2 separate regions of the Triticum aestivum genome follow, and region 1 is linked to region 2. The links are chromatin contacts, called in public Hi-C maps. All regions are on one chromosome and are shown on one strand. Each heading gives the region's core, a stretch centred on a gene start, on an enhancer-like site or on the middle of the called end of the contact. The rest is flanking DNA. Distances are from core to core; before and after follow the strand shown.

Region 1 (7,434 bases), core at 4,627-7,126, 300 kb before region 2:
GCGGGAGAGTGGACTGCTGAATATAGAAGGGGAGAAGGTGATGGAGATGTTGGTGTAGATCGCGGTGATGATGATGGCCCCCGGCGGCGTTCCGGCGCCACCGGAAGCAAGGGGGAGAGAGCCCCCCTTCTTCTTCTTCTTCTTCTTCTTCCTTGACCTTCTCCCTAGATGGGAGAAGGGTTTCCCCTCTGGTCCTTGGCTCCCATGGCGTGGGAGGGGCGAAAGCCCCTCCGAGATTTCATCTGTCTCTCTGCCTCTCTCTGTTTATGCGTTCCCAGATTCTACCATGGCACCGTTTCTTTTATATCTGGAGATCCGTAACTCCGATTGGATTGAAACCTTCGACCAGATATTTTTCCAAAAATTAGCTTTCTCACGGCCAAAGAAGGGTGTCAACCGCCTTAAGAGGGACCCACAAGGGTCAGGGCGTGTGGGCCACCCTTGTGGACACCTCCGGCACCGTCTCGCGTTGATTTTACTTCCCAAAAATCATAAATATTCCAAAAATAAGCTCCATCCGTTTTTATCCCGTTTGGACTCCGTTTGATATTGGGTTTCTGCGAAACATAAAACATGCAACAAATAGGAACCGGCACTCGGCACTGGATCAATATGTTAGTCCCAAAAATAATATAATAAGTTGCCAAAAGTATATGAAAGTTGAAGAATATTGGCGTGGAACAATTGAAAATTATAGATACGACGGAGACGTATCACACACCCTCTGACTCCTACTGCAGCAGCCGCGGAAGCAGACCCGGTCGCCGATTTCTTTGAGGAGGCTGGCAAGGAGCTCCCACCCCCGCCCTGCCTGGACCCTAGGGCCGCTGCGGTGGATGTGGCAGCGGCAAAGAAAGTGGACAAGCCCCTCTCCTTCTTCGAGCACGAGGGGGGCACCGAGGGCGACACGGACGGCATCGACATGGGCCCTGCCCTCTCCCTCGTTAGGCACACCCCGATGACGGCGGACAGGCACTCCCTGCAGCTCAGCGCCGTGACAAGCCAAGTCTGTCACCTGCAGATCTGCGAGGAAGATGCCAGGGACAAGACCAAGCAGCTCTTCTCCAACCCCCCGGCCTTCGTTGTTGGTCGGACGCCTCCCCGCTCCAAGACACCGCTCCGCCCCAGGCCTGCGGCGACTCGCCATAGTGCACGCCAAGCCAGCAACCCCTCCACCGTCCCTGTCAGTCAGCGCGCCACCCTTCGCATCGTCCATGGCCTCGACATCCTCGGCCCGAAGGAATCAATGACTGCAAAGGCAACCGAGGACCTCATCAAGCGCTTCAACGAACCACTGTCCGACACCGACATCCAGGCCATCGCCAGGCTCACCAACCTTGACCCGGCCGTGCTGCGGGTGGCGGCCGGCATGCAGGGCCCCGATGGAGAGGCCCCAGAGGCCATGCTTCCCCCATGTTAGTGCACTCTAGTTGTCGTTTGCTCTAGCGACGCCCAGCGCTCGGCTGGGCTGAGCTAGGTCTAGTCATCTGTAGTCCTTGTAGTAGGAGTAGAGGCACTGCCGTCTGCTGGCGGATATTGGGGCCTATTGGTGGCCGTCGGCAGCCCCCGGATCGAGATGAGGTGTACCCGTATTTTCTTATTGAATTCCGTAGTTGCCGGAGCAGATTAATCGTGTTTAATGATTGACACAAATTATCCCATCATGAGCTGGAACATCCGAGGTTTAAACACGCCGGCGCGTCGTGCTGTAGTTTGCGAGACGACATAGGCACATAGGTTAGCTGTCCTATGCCTCCAGGAGACTAAAATCGAAGCCTGGAATCGCCCTCTAGTCAAGGAGGTCGGCGGAGCAAGGCTAGATGATTGCGTAGTGCTTCTCGCCTCCGACACTAGGGGCGGTGCTGCAACCTTCTGGGATAATAGTGTGGTAGACGTGCGATTGCACGCTGTCGGTCATTTTTCCATCACCGCACGTGTTACCTTACGGGCTAGTTCAACACAATTCTGGTTGACCATGGTGTACGGCCCCGTCGATGACAGCAAAAAGGACGAGTTCTTGTCGGAGATAGCTAGGTCGGCGCCGCCACCAAATGATCCCTGGCTCATCAACGGCGATTTCAACCTCATATACAAAGCTAGTGACAAGAATAATAGCAACATCAACCATAGAATGATGGGTAGATTTCGCGCGGCGATCAAAGCTGCAGGACTCCAGGAGATTAGATGCAAAAACCCACGATACACATGGAGCAACGAGCGTGTAGTTCCAACTCTTGTCAGCATCGACAAGTTTTTCTGTAGCAATGCTTGGGACACCCTTTTCCCAACCTTTCTCCTCCACGCCACTTCAACATCCTGCTCCGACCACTGCCCCCTACTGCTCGCCGCAGCAACCGCACCATGCCGTCCGGCTCGTTTCCAGTTTGAATCCTTCTGGCCACGCTTCCCAGATTCCACACGGCGGTGCAACATGCGTGGGATCACCCCGTTGCCTCTAGCTGTGCATTCAAACGCATCCGCGTCAAACTAGATAGGGCGGTAGAGGATCTCAAAATCTGGGCTAAGGGCTTCTCCAACAGTACCCGTCTGCAGCTACAGATTGCAAATGAAGTAGTTCTCTGCCTCGACATCGCCCAAGAGCATAGACAGCTATCACACGGCGAGCTAGCTCTCTAGAAGCAGCTCAAGCTCCGCGTCCTTGGCCTGGCTGCAATTGAGCAGGCTAGGAAGCACCAGGCCTCGCGCATCACCTGGCTGCGGGCTAGCGATGCCCGGTCGGCCTTCTTCCAGGCCAAGATCAACTCTAGGATGCAGAAAAACTTCATTCACGCCATCCACATGATAGACTCGATCGTCACCTCGCATAGCGACAAGGCCAGTGCTATCTACGACCACTTCAGCTCCTCCCTTGGAGCGGAGCCTGTCAGAGACACCACCATAAACTAGAGCTCGATCAACCTTCCATCACTGCCGGCAGTCGGTTTAGATAACCTATTTTCGGAGGAAGAGGTTTGGCAGGCGATTTGTGCCTCGCCGCAGGAAAAAGTGCCCGGGCCGGATGGCTTCAACAGAACCTTCTTCTGTGCATGCTGGTCAATCATCAAGCTCGACGTCATGGCGGTTTTCCATCAGTTCTATCACCTCGCAGGAGGAGATGTGGCTGCCATCAACCAGGCCCTGATCATTCTCCTCCCCAAGAAGGACGGAGCGACTGCAATCACGGACTATCGCCCGATTAGCCTAATCCATTCAATGGCGAAGCTCATCTCCAAGGTTCTTTCCATGAGGTTGGCTAAGGTGATCCACACAATCATTTCATCGGTGCAGACGGCATTCCTCAAGACAAAATGCATCCATGATAGTTTTCTCTATGTGCAAAACACCGTCCTCCACCTCCACCGTCGCAAAACACCGGCACTGCTCATGAAGCTCGACATCGAGAAAGCGTTCAACATGGTCTCTTGGGACTATTTTCTAGAGCTACTGCAGCAGCTAGGGTTTAGTGCGCGCTGGCGAGATTGGGCGGCCCTACTTCTCTCCTCGGCATCCTCGGCGGTCTCTTTGAATGGGGTACCGGGCTACCACTTTGCTCACCACCGCCGTCTTCGCCAAGGAGATCCGCTCTCGCCGTTTCTCTTCATCCTCGCCATAGATCCACTGCACCACCTGCTAGCGGAGGCGGTCGAGCAACAACTCCTCCAGCAAATATCAGGCCGCGAGTTGAAGCTCAGGGTTAGCCTCTACGCCGACGATGTAGTCGTCTTCATCAACCCAAACCGCTAGGAGGTCGACTCCTTGCTGAGCATCCTACGCCAATTCAGACGCGCCATGGGACTATGCATAAACACCGCAAAATCCACGGCCTCGCCGATCAGCTACAATGACCTAGACCTAGCTGATGTGCTGCACAACTTTGCCGACTCAATTGCCCCGTTCCCGATCAAATACCTCGGCCTCCCGCTTGTCACAGGCCGGCTTCGGCTCGTGCATCTGCAGTTTATCATAGATAGAATCAGGGCCCGACTGGCGGGCTGGAAAAGAAACCTAATCCACATCGTGGGACGACGAGTGCTGGTTCGCTGCGTCCTCAGCGCCATGCCCACCTTTGCGCTTACCGTGCTGAGGGTGCCCAAGAAGAACCTAAAAGAAATAGACAAGTGCCAAAGTTGTTTCCTTTGGAAGCAAGACGAGGAGATCTCCGGCGCCAGCTGCAAAGTAAGCTGGGTAGCGGTTTGCACGCCAACGAAAACTGGGGCCTGCGAATCCCTGACCTACCGCATTTTGGGGAGCTCTTTGCTTGCGCTGGCCCTGGCTCGGATGGTGCCACCCTGATCGACCATGGGTGGGGTCGGACTTGCCATGCAACGGCGCCGACCTCTCCCTCTTCACGGCAGCCACCTTGGTCACCATCGGGGACGGTGAGTCGGCGTCCTTCTGGTACACCCATTGGATGGGGTCGGGCACGCTCGCCCAACAATTCCCGCGGCTAGCCCAGCATGCCTGGCGAAAGAACAGGACGGTAAAGGATGCCCTCGTGGACGATGCCTGGATCAGAGACCTCGCCCATGGCCGTACTGAAGATCTGATACAAGACGTCCTAGATTTGCATAGGCGGATCCTTGGCACGGTCGGCCACCTGCGTGCGGGCACCCCCGATTCCATCAGATGGATCCTCGAGCGGACGGGCGAATACTTCGCAAGATCAGCTTATATGTTGCAATTCAGGGCATGACGTCCTCATGTTTCAGCAAGATCATATGGAAAGCTTGGGCCCGAGGGAAGATCAAGATGTTTTCATGGCTCATGCTGCAAAATAGGTTGTGGTGCAACGACAGACTTCAGCGTCGCGGTTGAAAAAATGAGTACTTCTGCCAGTTGTGCACTCGAAGCCTCGAATCCTCAAAGCATCTGTTTTGGGAATGCCCACTGACCAGGAGAGTTTGGGAAACGATCAGCTCATGGACGGGCTGCGCATCACTAGCTCTAGAGGGGAGATGGCAAGATCTTCGGCATTCCTCCATTGCCTGGCCACCCTGGACAGGACTGCACCCAGATGGCGCAAAGGCATCAACACGCTTCTGTGGCTTGTATGCTGGGAGATATGGCAGGAACGGAACAACGCCACATTCAGGAAAAGCACCCCAAGTGTCTGCAACATCATCAGGAGGATTACGGACTGCATCGAGCTGTGGCGAGTCGCGGGCACAACCTGCATTAAGAGCCCCTTCGGGGAACCACCATGAAGTGTAAACCCTAGGTTTTTTTGCCCTTTGAGGATTGCCGGTCTGTGGCAAGCCCTCGGATCCACCGGATCCACCCAACGCTTTCTGTTTTTCCACTGCTTCCTGCTTATCAATGAAAAGCCAGCGAAAAGCTGGATCTTTCAAAAAAAAACATACATGGATGTGTTTAGACAGGAACTAGCTACTGCCATTGCTCTAAGTTGGTAATGTATGGTTGATGTTAGAGATATGTATGAGCCCCTTTTGATTTGCAAACTTTATGCAAAATGTGAGACTATTGTTCTGTGAAATGTGCGTGAGACTTGATGCTCACACCATGATCAATTGTCATATTTGTTTCAGAATTTATGTAGTTGCAAAAGTATGATTTTCCCTTATGAATGCTCCCTGTAAATGCTAAAACTGCTTCTTCTTCTTCTTTTTATGGAAAGCTAAAACTGCTTCTGTAAATACACAAATCGGAATAACAGTGAAAAAAAGGCCATCTCTCACCACCGAACAGACCCATCATCATTGCTACTTCAAGGACCCAGCAAAGAAAAAAAATGAAAGCCTTTACACACGAGCCCACAAGTGGCCACAATATGCTCGTGGGCTTTCGGCCTGGCCAGTCGCTGGCTTCAGATGCTGCCGCACCGCACCGAACAGAACAGATCACCTAAAAAAAAAAAAGAAACAGATCGTTCGCTCCTGGCTGCTGGCGCTGGCGGACGGCCGTAGGCGACTGCCCTCAGATCTTCCTCTTCCCCCTCTCCCGGATTCAAAATTTTCGGTGGCCATCTCTCTCCCCACCCTGCTGCCGACCCACCTCCATGCCCAAACCCTAGGCCCCCATCTCCTCCCCGGCCACCTCCGCGACCGCCGGCAGCCGGCCATGGAGGGCCTCTTCATGCAGGTCTTCGAGCGCCGGGACTGGGTCACCGAGCAGATGCGCCAGCAGGTCGACTCCCACGCCGAGTCCCTAGCCTGCGCCTTCCTCGCTGCCGGCCACCGCCCCCCGCCGTGGATCCTTCCCTCCTGCGCCGCCGGTCTGCAAGGTGCGTGCTTATCCCCCCCCCCCCCCCCCCCCCCCCCCCCCCTGTTCCCCTGTTGGAGCCTTTTTCCTCCTCGAAACATAATTTAACCTCACAGAGGACATCAGGAGCTACTCCAAATTAGCTCATAAAATTGGATAATACAGTTGTGCTAATTGCTTTGTTATTCTCCGCGTAAGCGCATTAGTATATTACTAGCAAACATATATGCCCTTGAGTTGCAACGGGAGACAAAAAAAATATCATGCTCTTGGATCATGGACACTGAGGAAACTATATGTGCAGTGCCGATGTCGATGGAGCCCGTGCGATGCTACGGGCTGTCCGAACCATGGATCGTAGAGCTCAAGAAGCCGCACTCATGTCCTCAGTGGAAGAAAGCTAATGTTTAATGTTTATTACTTCAAGGGGGGGGGGGATATGTCGTATGGAAACTTCTTACCTAATTTTGAAAGAAATTTCATATCAATATAGCCTACTCAGTGCTCATGCTCAACAACCGAATGTAGCGAAGTAAAATAAAATAAAATTGGTGCCTACTTAGTGTTATCCAAAAATTGTAGTCCCACGCTAGAGAAAAAGCTCACATAAATAGCTGTTTAAAACCAAGTAGTGGCCTAAGAATTGAAACATTTTGTGTGCTTTCAGAGTTGATGACTTGCTAACATTCCTCTATTATCTAATTTCTGGCCACATTACTCGCATGATGAAGACAGAGTGACTTTGCTTCAGTTAGCTACGTTGCTTGATTGGATCTTCCGATCTGTGTTGGCATTAGCAAACTTTTCATAAGTGTTGTGAATAAGCGAAACACATTTTGTAAGAAATGTAGTTATGTCTTAAGAACCTGATGCATGTTGGTTCCGACGAATAGTCAGAAACCCAGTTATAGTTTTAATCCAGTGAAGTGTTCAATATGAAAAAGCTAAGCTCATATCACGTAGTGTGGCCATGATGTTGAGCGATACTACTAATTCATAAGTGAGGCTAGCAAAATACACCGGAGACTAATGAACTTAACCTGTGGACTCATGAACTAAACCATATAGTAATATCAAACTAAAGCATGAAGTATGTCAGCCATGAAGAGATGTCATTTTTTCACCTATCTCAATTAGAGTACTCCCTGGTGTTTTCATCAGCTTCCTGCTCTTGGCCTCTTTCCTCAACAAAGCTGCTTCAGAGTACTGCTAATT
Region 2 (6,905 bases), core at 4,403-6,902:
AAAAAACGAATATGAAGAAAATGAAAATGTATAAAAAGGAAAAAGAGAACCAGAAAAAAAACAAGAAAAAAGTCTTCAAGGGAGTTAAAAAAACATCCCTAACCGTTGGGAAAAAAAATCGAGAATGGGCAGTAATGTTTCCAGATAAGGTTTTTCATTAGGCTTCGCTTTAAAACCAGATTTTGTGAGGGAAGTTACAAAATCGTGGAAAAAATACGGAAATCATTGCTTGTAAATTTCAAAATGTACATAAAATATACAAACTCTTCGTGCAATCAAAAAATGTTCACAAAATTTACAACAATTGTAAATTAAAAAATAGTCATGAATTCTCAAAAAGGTTTACGAGTTCAAAAAAAGCCACAAAGTTTGAAATATGTTCATGAATTCAAAAACAGCCACGAATTGGAACTCAAAAAAAAATTCACGAAACATGAATTCAACAAATATCCATGATTCATCAATTCAACAAAATGTTCATGGATTTAAAAAAAATCAAGAACTCGTGATAAATTTTTGTACGAGTTCATAAATATTTGCAGATTGAAAAAATGTTCATGAATTAAAGAAAATTTAATAGGTTAAAATTGTTTACGAATATGAAAAATCTTATTGAATTATAAATATTTGCAAATCAAACACAAAAATTTAAAAATTATGAATTAATGGAAAAAATGATGTATGAAAAGACTGATCAATAAGCCAAAAAAATCCGGTAGTGATGAAAAGAAAAAAGAATGGTCTGAAAGACTCTCAAAACCACCAGCCTAGAAGCTTCCCAAAACCTGATTAGATGCTCACAAGAACCTTCTAAAAATGCTCGCTCTGGGCACATCCTCTTCATTAACGCGCCAGCCCGCTCAGCGGTCGCTGTTATCGAGTTACAAAATTCTGCTCACCATAAGCAATATGGCACTTGTAATTTTAAAACTTGTCACATGGAAAAGTTTACACAATTTTCGTAATTTCCATGTACCAAATAAAACATGTTTAGAATGGCATTTTTTGCTTTTTTGGTGTAGAAGACATGATAAATTTTTTTAAAATGTTTTGTAAGAGTCACGAGGCAAATTTTAGAAGTTGTCAAGTTTAAATCAACTTAACAATTATTTTTCCTGTTTTTGTCTCAGGTCACATGGCAATTCTATTTGTGACATTTCTGGATTAAAACTTGTCTCATGGCAATTCTAGATATGACAATTCACATGGCAAATTCATAATTTACACTATGGTAATTTTATTAATTAAAAATCATGGCATTTTCATTTATTAAACCATGGCAAATTTAACAATTAGAACATGGTAGTTTTGTTGTAGGTAGCATGCAGTTTTATTGTTTGCACCATGGCTTTATTAGTCAGACCACAATGGTTTCATTGTAGGTGGCATGGACTTTCATTATTAACATCATGGCATTTTATTAATTAGACCACGGTAGTTTTATATTTGTCATGGCAACTTGTATGAATAATAGTCGTCATACAAAATGGAAATTAAAACATAGTTTTTGCATAGAAATAAATATTTATTGACTTCAATTTCATAAGTATTTGGAGAAAACTTTTTCTTCTTAATTTTCCATGTGAACACTTCACATTTTCCTAAAAATTTCATGAGTTACAGAACATTTTTATCTTAAAGTTGCCATTTGAGGTAGCACCCAAGTAAAATGGGCACTTTTCAAAAGCACGAGGGGTGTGGGAAGAATTTTCGTGATAACTATAGCTAACATAAAATTAATTGCCAAGGCAACTAATAATATACACTACATTTTCCATGGTAGTATTTACTATTCAATGCGTGCCAATTTTATTAAATTTAGCATGGCAATTTTTGCCATGTCAAAACAACTTACAAATTTTGCCATGGCAAAAATATTAAAATCTTTTCCCATGATTTTATCAATTTTTAAAATCTTTGCAATGGCAATTGTCACCAACACATTTATCAATTTTGCCATGTTTTTTTTAGGAATTTAAGTTGCCATGATTTTCTATCTTTGAGTACTTTTTAACCAAGATACTTTTAACATGACAACATTATCATCATACTTAATTACCATGCTACATCTGGACAGCTGCCATCATGCAATATAAGTTTTGTCATTCTATATTTTTCGTCTGTTTTGATAGTTTTTTTTGCTTGAGTTGGCATTTTTTCCTTCGCCACCTAGAAAATGTATGTATTATTTTCATGGCAATTATACTATTTACATCATGGTAGTTTAATTATCCATAGCTTGGCAAAAAAAATTGGCATGTCATCTATTTTTTGTCATCATGACGAAACTAGAAGTTTTAACATCGAATTTTTTTTATAATCGGCGTGGCAAAAACTTGCATTAAATCATGGTAAATCTACCATTCTTTTTTTGTTGATTGTTTTTGAGATAGCTAACCACTCATTTCAAGTGGTAGTAAATCTACCAGTCTTAATATGGCTTTTTTTCAATTGTGGCAATTTTTGTGTTCCTCACTTGATTTAAATTTTTTTCTTATGAAGGAACATCGTAAAGGGGGTTGGCGAGTAGATTTTGATTGTTTGCCATGGTAACTTAAATTAAATTACTATGACAACTTAATTTACATTTGTGGGTATTTCCATGTAGGTAATTTCTTCTTTTCGTAACCATGCAAATTATCCATGCCTTTTTTACAAAACATAATTTCTCTAACTTCGTCATGTGAACAGCACAACCATTTCCCAAAATTCATCATGTTTTTACATAATTTTCCCTTACCATTTGCGATGGACTATGTCTAGATTCCGGTTTCCAACTTTATTGTATTAGACCGTTGCAATTTCCTATATGTTTATACTTTTTTTAATATTTACTACTCAAATTGTCCATCTAGGTATTTTCTACTGTAGTGCGCAATGGCAATGTCATGCAGGTTCTTCTTTTGTGTGGTGGGTTTAACCTGTGGAACATGGCAATTTTCATATATTTTACATCATGGCAATTTTATACCCAAAGAAGGACGCAAACTCTATGTTTGTGTTTTAAGTGATGTACTTTTTCGTGTTTTTTTGTTATTTCGTGCTTCATGAGTTATGCATACCTTTTCTCTTCCTTTTTACGATGGTAACTTTTATATTTTTTAGTTATAATTATTGTTTTTATTAAGGGCAACTTATAGCTAGCAAAGGCCATAAGTAAGCTTATAGTCAGGCAAGGTTGAAGACAAAAAAGGACTAGTAAAGAAGGGTACAGATCGGCTCGTATGAAACCCGATCAGCTCGTGTTGAGAGTTCCTCTTCAGCGCCCTCATCGCCGCTTAGGCTAGTTGGCACTCGAAGGCTAGTAGTAGTGGGCCGACCCAGCATCGCTCGCGACCAGCAGCATGCTCAAAAAACAGGGAGAAAAATATATTCACCGCTATTATTCTGCGAGACGTGAGACTTGAACCCGCATGCCAACATCGACGGACTTCAATAACCACTGCACGACAATTAATTTAATGTGTTCTATTCAAAAACAACGCTATTTGACCCTTGTTTTAGTCCTAGTATAAATTATTTGAAAATACAAATCTTAACTTCGAAAAGGAATTCATGAATTTTAAAAAAGATCAGCGATTTTGAAAAGAATTCACGGATTTTCAAAAAAAAGGTTCACATAATCTAAAAAATCATCAATTTTAAAAAGAAGTTCATGAATTTGAAAAAAGTTCAACCGGTATTTAAAGAAAGTTCATAATTTTTAAAAAGGTCGTCGATTTTCATTAAAAAGATCCATGATTTTGAAAAAAGTTCATCGGATCTTGGAAAAAGGTTCACGGATTTGGCTCATCATTTTTTGTCGAAAAAGTAAATAAATTTTAAAAAAAGACATTGATTTTGAAATAAACTTCTCGGATTTTCGAAGAAAGTTCACAAATTTGTATAAAGTTCACCAGATTTTGAAAAAACAAATCATAGATATGAAAAAAGTTTATTTATTTTGATTAAAAAATCTTCACCCATGTTGAAAAAAGAAACAAGAAAAAAGAAAAAATAGAAAGAAGAAAATAGGGAAAAGGATGTAACAAATCACGTCAAGGGAGTTGTGTAGTTGGCTACCGTAGCTGACACTAATTGAGGAGGCCGCTGGTTTGAATCACACCTGCTTGCAGTTTTCTTGTAGTTTAAACAAAAAAAGGATAAATGGGCTGGCCCAGTGTGGAGGGGTGTGTGCCCCGTTTGCGTCTTTTGCGGTAACAAAAAAAGGGTAAATGGGCCTGGCCAGTGCAGAGGGATGTGTGCGCCCATTTGCGAAAACCAAAGTAACGTGTGCTAAGGGCGCCGGATAGGGTTTGCGGACCACGCTCGAGGGCTGGGGGTATCGTGTAGTGAACGTTTTCATTCGCTCAAGGGCCCTTTCAAATTTGATGTTTGATGCATATTGCGGTCCTTCTACTAATGATCAGGCGGGTACATATCCTTTTACATTGCATAGGAGCAATCAGATAGTTAAGGATTGCGTAAAGAACATTGAATGTGAGTCTATAGGTTTAGTGCCGCCTTTCACATGTATGAACAGCTTCATCGGCACTTCTCCTACTTCCTCCGTTTCTAAATATAAGTCCTTTTAGAGATTTTAATAAGGGCTACACACAGATATATATAGACATATTTTAGAGTGTACATTCACTAATTTTGCTCCGTATGTAGTCCGTAGTAGAATCTTTAAAAAGACTTATACTCCCTCTGTTCCTAAATATAAGTTCTTTTAGAGATTTAAATAAAAGACTACATACAGAGCAAAATGAGTGAATCTACACTTTAAACTACGTCTATATACATCCGTATGTAGTCCATAGTGAAATATCTAGAAAGACTTATATTTATGAACGGAGGGAGTATTTAGAAATGAAGGAAGTAGCCAACTAAAATTTTAATCCCTAAGGGCATGTACAATGATTGATATAATAGTCTTATCTTAGGCCTTGCATGTAATTTATATAGATGACAATAAAAATATGTCTACAAGGGTTATATTTTATCTTATTTTTAGTAAGTAGCTATTCCTAAAAAGCAGTGAGACATTTTGTGCTAAGATATCATCTCTTAAATAAAAGAAGGCAAACCTTTTCTGTTGATTTCTCTCTTCTCCAAGTCAACATTTATCCTAGATGCCACCTCTAAAATAGCACCATCGTATATGCCCTAAAATGATACAGAATGCGATTTGATCTCTCTACATATGGAATCCAATTGTTAGTTAAGATGCGCAACTTGATACAGGACTATGTCTATGTAGCAGCATGGAGTTTTACGTTCCCTCTGATCTTTTTGGTAGAGATTCTCATCCTTATCTTCATTCCCATCGAGCTGCAGCCGTATACATGTTCACAACCATGTGAAACCTTAATACTTCCTCCGTCCAGAAATACTTGTCGGAGGAATGGTTGTATCTAATCACATTTTAGTTTTAGATGCATTCATTTTTATTCATTTTTGCATTAAATATTTCTGGACGGAGGGAGTACTAGTAGGATTGACCTGAAATTACGAAGCCAAGCCATGAATGTGTGAACAATGCGGTCGGAATCGTGGACTGCATTGAACCACGGATTTGCACCGTTTATTTCTCACGGCGCAAGTGGATACACGCGCACGTCTACCGCCCCCTGATATTCCCTTCCCTGAAAACAAAATTCGACAGGCCTTGTATTACAAAACCTGGACTTCAAGACCCGATCGGTTACCGCTCGCCCGTCCCCTCTAACAAGAGATCAGCCGATCCTAGAAAAGTCCACCCTCCACCACGGGCAACAGGATGTCGAGCACCGGCGCGGCGGGCCCGGACGCCGACGCGGCGGTCGGTGAGGGGCTGGAGCTGGCGCAGTTCGGGGCGGGCTGCTTCTGGAGCGTGGAGCTGGCGTACCAGCGGCTCCCCGGCGTGGCGCGCACGGAGGTGGGCTACTCGCAGGGGCACCTCGACGGGCCGACCTACCGCGACGTCTGCGGCGGCGGCACCGGCCACGCCGAGGTCGTGCGCGTGCACTACGACCCCAAGGAGTGCCCCTACGCCGTGCTCCTCGACGTCTTTTGGGCCAAGCACAACCCCACCACGCTCAACAAGCAGGTACGTCATGTGATGCCTCTGCCGCTGCTCTCGCCGTAAGTTGGAGCGCGTAGTGTGCCGGCCAGACCGGCGGCGGCCGTTGGGGGCTTTCCGCGCCGATCGCGTCGCCGGTGTTGCAAGGTTCAATGGACCTGGTACGGATTTGGGGGGTTGACTCATTCTCATTGATTGGTGTAATATCTGGCTTGTTAATACAGAGGAGCGGATATTCTACATCTTCGGAATGAAATGCTTTTAAGATAAAGTAGACGATTTCAATCTCAAAAGGGGATTTCTTGTGATGATATACAATGGATCATTGTATTGCCTCGGCAGATAGGAACATTCACTACACACTTTTATGCTCTGAGATTTCCGATGCATTGTCCGCATTACTGTCTCCTTTCATAAACTCTGTAAACTAATATAAGAGCGTTAGATCAAATGATATTAAACGCTCTTATATTAGTTTACAGAGGGAGTACTACTCACCATATGCACAAATTCTGAGAGTTCCCTCAAGTTGTTGATCTGAGATAGCTACAAAAATCTTCAGTGTCTTCCCGTTTGCTATGGTTTTACCGTACATGTTAGCAGCATTTGGCCTCCGCACATCGTTTACAAGCTACTCCTACTAATTAATTCCACGTTGCACGTCAGGGCAACGACGTCGGGACGCAGTACCGGTCGGGCATCTACTACTACACGGCGGAGCAGGAGCGGCAGGCGCGGGAGTCGCTGGCGGAGAAGCAGCGGGAGTGGAAGGAGAAGATCGTGACGGAGGTCCTCCCGGCGCGGAGGTTCTACCCGGCCGAGGACTACCACCAGCAGTACCTCGAGAAGGGCGGCCAGTCCG

Evidence for each region. A called contact is a pair of places that touch in the nucleus more often than the background predicts.
Region 1: a Hi-C map of leaf shows a contact between it and region 2, with 9 times the contacts expected there. The contact joins the promoter of LOC123045783 here to the promoter of LOC123045780 in region 2. A contact is called at or near these places in 4 of 5 Hi-C or Micro-C datasets (leaf and root) and 1 of 1 datasets of contacts at active chromatin or transcription factors (leaf).

What each region holds. Positions count from the first base shown.
Region 1 is chr2B:520,937,228-520,944,661 of IWGSC CS RefSeq v2.1, reverse strand. It overlaps LOC123045783, which reads left to right and starts at 5,876. Exons shown (of 9, transcript XM_044468957.1): 1 at 5,876-6,241. The coding sequence starts at 6,079.
Region 2 is chr2B:520,635,604-520,642,508 of IWGSC CS RefSeq v2.1, reverse strand. It overlaps LOC123045780 (peptide methionine sulfoxide reductase A2-1), which reads left to right and starts at 5,652. Exons shown (of 2, transcript XM_044468955.1): 1 at 5,652-6,070; 2 at 6,710-6,905. The coding sequence starts at 5,762.